Linked DNA regions of Mus musculus: region 2 is linked to region 1. The links are chromatin contacts, called in public promoter capture Hi-C maps. All regions are on one chromosome and are shown on one strand. The core of a region is the stretch at or near the end of the contact, and the rest is flanking DNA. Distances in the headings are between cores, read along the strand shown. Region 1 holds the start of Senp6 (SUMO/sentrin specific peptidase 6). Region 2 holds the start of Cyb5r4 (cytochrome b5 reductase 4).

What was found. Promoter capture Hi-C pulls out the DNA fragments that hold promoters and counts their contacts.
Region 2: a promoter capture Hi-C map of pre-B cells shows a contact between it and region 1. The contact joins the promoter of Cyb5r4 here to the promoter of Senp6 in region 1. A contact is called at or near these places in 2 of 39 promoter capture datasets (erythroid cells and pre-B cells).

Annotation. Positions count from the first base shown.
Region 1 is chr9:80,065,478-80,068,177 of GRCm38.p6, reverse strand. It overlaps Senp6 (SUMO/sentrin specific peptidase 6), which reads right to left and starts at 1,275. Exons shown (of 24, transcript NM_001311110.1): 1 at 606-1,275. The coding sequence starts at 654.
Region 2 is chr9:87,020,637-87,023,336 of GRCm38.p6, reverse strand. Cyb5r4 (cytochrome b5 reductase 4) reads right to left here and starts at 1,308. Exons shown (of 16, transcript NM_024195.2): 1 at 1,084-1,308. The coding sequence starts at 1,158.

The sequences.
Region 1 (2,700 bases), core at 26-2,525:
CGACACTTGGAAGCTCATTCTCTCTCTTTTTTTTTTTTTCCACCTCCCATACCTGCTTTACAAAGTATAAACAACCAAACACATCTCACCGGAGTTCGGGGCACCGCCGGGTCTAACCTGCACCCCGAGGGCAGCGGCTAGCCTGGGAGCTTTTAACCACAGGGCAGTGTTAACCACCACCTCTCCCCCTGCCTCCTTGGATCGGCCAGTTTCAACCAAGCTTAGGTCTGAAACTTTCCACGAACGCTTAAGAAAGACGCGGACGAAGTCTGCTCCTCACCCACTAGGCACCCATCGAGAATATGGAGGTGGGAGCGAGCCCAAGCCTTCGGCGCGCCCCTCGCAGGCCGCCCTGGGCCTCGGCTCGCTGCGCTACCACCGCGCCGCCTCGCGCCGGCCTGCCCGAGCCTTGGCCCGGGCGGACCCGAAGTCGGCGCGCCTGCAGCGCGTTCCCAGCGGGCCATCGGCCGTCCGGGCCCCCGTGGCCCCCGCGGCCCCAAGCCCACCCGGAGCAGAGAGCTGAGTATCACGGCCCGGGGGTGGGAGACACCCCGGTGTCGGCGAATTTCGCCCCCGACTCTCCCCCGAGGGAGACCCGAGCGTACCTTTCAGGAAAAGAGCCCCAGCGCTGCCACCGCTCTTGCCCGCCGCCATCTTCCTCCTTCCACGCCGCCTCCTTCTTACTCCATGGCCGACACCGGCGCGGTGCTGGCGGGGAATGGGGGCCGCGCGTCGGGAGGGTAGCAGCCGCAGGGTGGCGGGCCTCGGGCTCGACCTCCGCGAGGGGCGCTCCCCGCCGGCCGGGCCCCCCACACAAAAGCGGGCCTGACGGGAGGCGGCGAGGCCCACGGCCTGGGCTGCTTCTCCTCAGGCGCCTACCGGGGACCGTGAGCGGCGGCGGCGGCGCTTCCCGGGCCCGGCTCCCCTCGGCACACGACTCCCCATCCACCGGGCCGCGCCGGCCTCTGAGGAGCTCCCTCCGCTCCCCTCCGCCCCGCTCCGCCGCTGGCTCCGGAGGACGGAGAACGGAGCGAACGCTCACACGCCTTCTACGTCCCGGGCCGTAAAATGGCCGCAGCGGCTTGAGCCGAGCGAGGGCTCCGCGACCGTGAGGCGCCCGCGACCCCTCGCTGCTCCAGCAGTGGCCGCCGCCGCCCGCCCACCCCGCCCAGGCGTCAGAGCATCAGCCCAGGCCTCGGCGACTGTCCATGTGGACGGGGGTGGGTCTCCGCCACCGCCGCGCGTCGGTCGCCACAGCAGCCCCGCCGCCGCTCCTCCCCCACCGGCCTCCGGGCCCGCCCCGCCGCCGCCGCCGCCCCAGAGCCTCTCTCTCCCTTCGGGTCCCTGCTCGCCCCCCTCCGGGCTCGGCCGAACCCGAGCCGGGGGCTGTCGTCCTGCCGGCCTGGGGTGGCCTTGTCTGGCCGGCCTTGGCGAGGGACGAACAAAAACCCCTTCCTCGGAAGGCCCCCATGGCAGAGCCGGCCTGCGAGCGCTTGCCAGCCTGCCGGCCAGGTATTCTATTTGGTCGAGTCGCACCACAAATTCTAAAGAAACGCTCCAAGTTCTTGTCTGACCCTGAATTTAAAACGTGCCATGGGAAGGAAAAAAAAAAAAAATGAAGCCAGGTAATTGGAAAATAAAATTGTGTTCACATCCATCTTCCAAACAATGCATATATGATATGATTGAGCCAGTACACTTTGTGTGTGTGTGTGTGTGTGTGTGTGTGTGTGTGTGTGTGTGAGAGAGAGGGGGGGGGGGGAGAGAACACAGTAGACTATGATACAATTTGAGGGGCTTTTTTTTTTCTTCTTTTTTCTTACAAACCCCATGTAGTGGTGTAGGTTTTTCCCAGTCCATAAAGGGATAGAGACAGGTGGATCTCTCTGTCAGATGGAGGCCAGCCTGGTCTACAAAGGAAGAGCCTGTCTTCAAAAACAACAACAACAACAACAAATCCATGAAAAATGCAGAAAATGAAAAAAAAAAGTTACAGAAATTCAAGCCCCTTAGCTGTGTGGTCAGCTAATAAACATTTTTTTCTTTCCTTTCCTTCCTTCCTTCCTTTCTTTCTTTCTTTCTTTCTTTCTTTTTTTTTCTGGTTTTTTCAAGACAGGGTTCCTCTGTGTAGCCCTGGCTGTCCTGGAACTCAGAAACCCGCCTGCCTCTGCCTCCCAAATTCTGGGATTAAAGGTGAGCTAGCGCTACCACTGCCCGGCTACATTTTTTCTTTAAAAAAAAAAAAAAAAGTGGGTGGGGTTGGGGGGAGGGTGTTTTGCCTGCATTTAGGGTGGGAAAGCTGCTTCTTGTAGTTACTTCAGAGGCCGGAAGAGGGTACCCAGGCTAACCAAACTGCTGAATCCATTTCTCCAGCCCTTTGAGTGAAAAAGTGAAACATAAAAAACAAAAGATTCTAGGCCTTTAGGCCCAGGCTTGAGAATGTGACCTTTGTGACTCAATGCTCCATGGTATGCTAATCATAAAACAAATAGCGGCATTCCTCCAGCAACCTGCTTCCTGGGTTCAGGGCATGTTTGTTCAAAGAAAGTCACCCTGACCCACCCTGACCATTGCTGGAACCCTCTATGCAAATATGCTATTGTTAGAGGCTCCTAGAAAACTGTCTTGACTTTCCACTTAACTGGTATTTTTGGTATTTTCCAACAAAGCCCTCCCCACCCCCTTGAGTTATGGTTTCTT
Region 2 (2,700 bases), core at 59-2,558, 7.0 Mb before region 1:
CAACAAAACTTACTTCTGCTATCGCATCTAAGGAACTTGCTGTCTTTGCCTAGAAGTTTTCTCCTTTAAATGAATGCTGAGAACATAGCCATTTTAATGAAGAAAGTCAGTTACTGACGTTCTCATTCTACAAAGGGCAACCTTAGACTATGGAGCCAAGCACTTAGCTTAAAGAGAGAGCAAGATACCCAGTTGATGGCTGGTGAGCAGAGGCGCACACACAGCAATGAAGGAAATGTCATAATCACAAGCTTACGTGACTGATAGCAGACTTTCATCAACCTATTTCTTTTTACCAAGAATGAAGATAGTAAACGTCCCTAGCTTCAGGGTAACTGTGAAGATTCAATGGGCAAAGGAAAAGGACTCCAGATACACATGGCCATCAGTGAGCCCACAAAACATCTTAGTGCTATGTATGATTAAAGCTGGGGACAGACATTTCTGAAAAATAAATGAAAACCTCAATTCCTTTTCTGATCTAAGGGCAAAACCTCAGATCTAAGTGGAGAAGAATGGAAAGTCTCAAAGTCATATAAAATAAAACTCGAGAAAGGAATCGAGTAGCCCAAGAAGACAGAAGTCTCAAAAGAAAATACCAAGATGTGGTTACAGAATAAGGAACTAGCAAAATAACATAAGAGCATTCGCCTTGCAATGAATACACTACACAATTTGTACTGAATTTTGCAACTATATATCTGTATTTCCACCTGCTGCTGACAGTAACCATATTCAACAAATAGACAAGAGCATGGTACCAGATTCAAAATCAACCAGGGGTGTCTACAGATGAGGCAGTGCTGGAACCACTGGCTACCGTATACACAGAGGAGTGCGACTTGAAGAGGTGGCACTAAATCTGACGGCAGGTTTGCAGACTCCAATCATCCCTAGCCACCGCCACTGCTCAGCCTGGATCTTTGACCGTAAAGAACAAAAGACTGGAGAGGACAGCTTGAGACAGAAATGCAACCATGCCGGAAGCGGGGTGCCGAGTGGACTTACCGCGGCCAACTTCAGCAGCTCAAACACACTTAGGGCGTTTGAGTTAGTAGTCGAACGAACGGCGTCGCCACTTACCTTGCTGCGCCCCTGGGAGGAGACGCGCTGCTGGGAGCCGGGGGCCGGGAAAGCCTGGGAAGGGACGTTCAGCATCCTGGGCCCCCGGCTCGGGCCGCATCCGGGCTCCGCCACCGGACAGGCTGCCCTGGTGGGACCCCAGCGCCCACCACCGTCCGTGCGGGCTCCTTGGCCCGGCCGAGGCCAAGCCCCCGACCCACTTCCGGGGTCGCCAGGGGTCAGGCGCGTCGTGACGCAATCACGCTCACGAGAGGCGGGGCGGGGGCGGAGTCAGAGGAAAGGCTCACTCACTCTGTGAGCCCGGTCGCCCGGCTTGGGAAGGGGTGGCTGTGCGGGGGTTGGGGGCAGGGCAGCGCATGCTCAGTTACTCTTTGGTCCTAAACTTCAGCACCACAAGGAAATGACAGCTTTCTGCTGAAAGATCAGAGAGTGAAGCTGTTCCCCAGCCCTGGTGCTGATAGAGGCCGAGGGTTATTTCTGGTAGAACAAGAAGACCAGTGCCTGTCTCTTGATAAACAACAATTGAAATATGAAAGAAAACAACACTATCAAAACGTTCAGACTGCTGAATAGTTCTCTCCTGTAAAATACTAAGCTCTAGGAAAGAGGACTTCACAGTTTCATGAGCTAAGAAGCCGAACTCAAGCAGCCTCTGCTGTGGGTTAAGAAACGTCACGTTTGGGGAACCAGTCTGGAAAACGAGTAAAAGACGTTTCCAGACGACGTTTCCAGAAGACCTTCTCTATCCATACACTCACACATTCTTCCTCCTCCCATAACTCTTCACTTTCCCTGAAATCTACAAGTAGCTCACTCCTAAATAGAGTGATTTGGTTTTGGTGTCATCCTTGTATTTAATGGCCTATGCACGCTACTTTTTATTAAAGGAACATTTTGTCTGTATAGGCTTGGGTTTCTGTAAGAAATAAATGGCTATATCTAAACCATATACTGTATATATTAATAGGCATGTAACAAAAGACAGGCCACCTTATACTATCCTGATTTGTTAACAAGAGAAATTCCTAACACTGTGGGTCCATGTTAGTGATACATTGGCTTTTTCTTTTTGCTAGGAAAATACACAGATCCACAGGGTGGAATCCAATAGAAAGAGAACATTTTCCCAAAGAGTAGTTCTAAATAACCCATCCCATTCTCTGTGGGGTTCTAATTTTTTCTGATTCTGGACACATCATTTACTCCAGCTATGTAGTTTCCAGAGTCCCTGGGAGTCAAAGTTGTGATAATGTGGTTTAATATTATGAGAGAGTCTGTGGATATGCTTAGTCATTCAAGCACGGGACATTTCTTAGCTAGCTAATTACCTCTCATCTCCACCTCTACCCATTTTTATTCTGGAATACTGCAGGAAAATATTTTTGGTATATTGTCAGACAAGCATTGAACTTGCAGTTCTCCTGCCTCATCCTCACAAGTAGCTCAGATTATAGATTAATAAAATATGTTTGTTTGCACCTGAACTGCTGAGCAGGTGATTATATAAAAACTAAAAGGACTTCATGAGCATAATCTACTGTGTCACCCTAACCATGCAAGTCCATCGTCCATCTCATTAAAGTATGGAATAAGTTTTCTTCTGTGATGCCTATGTAA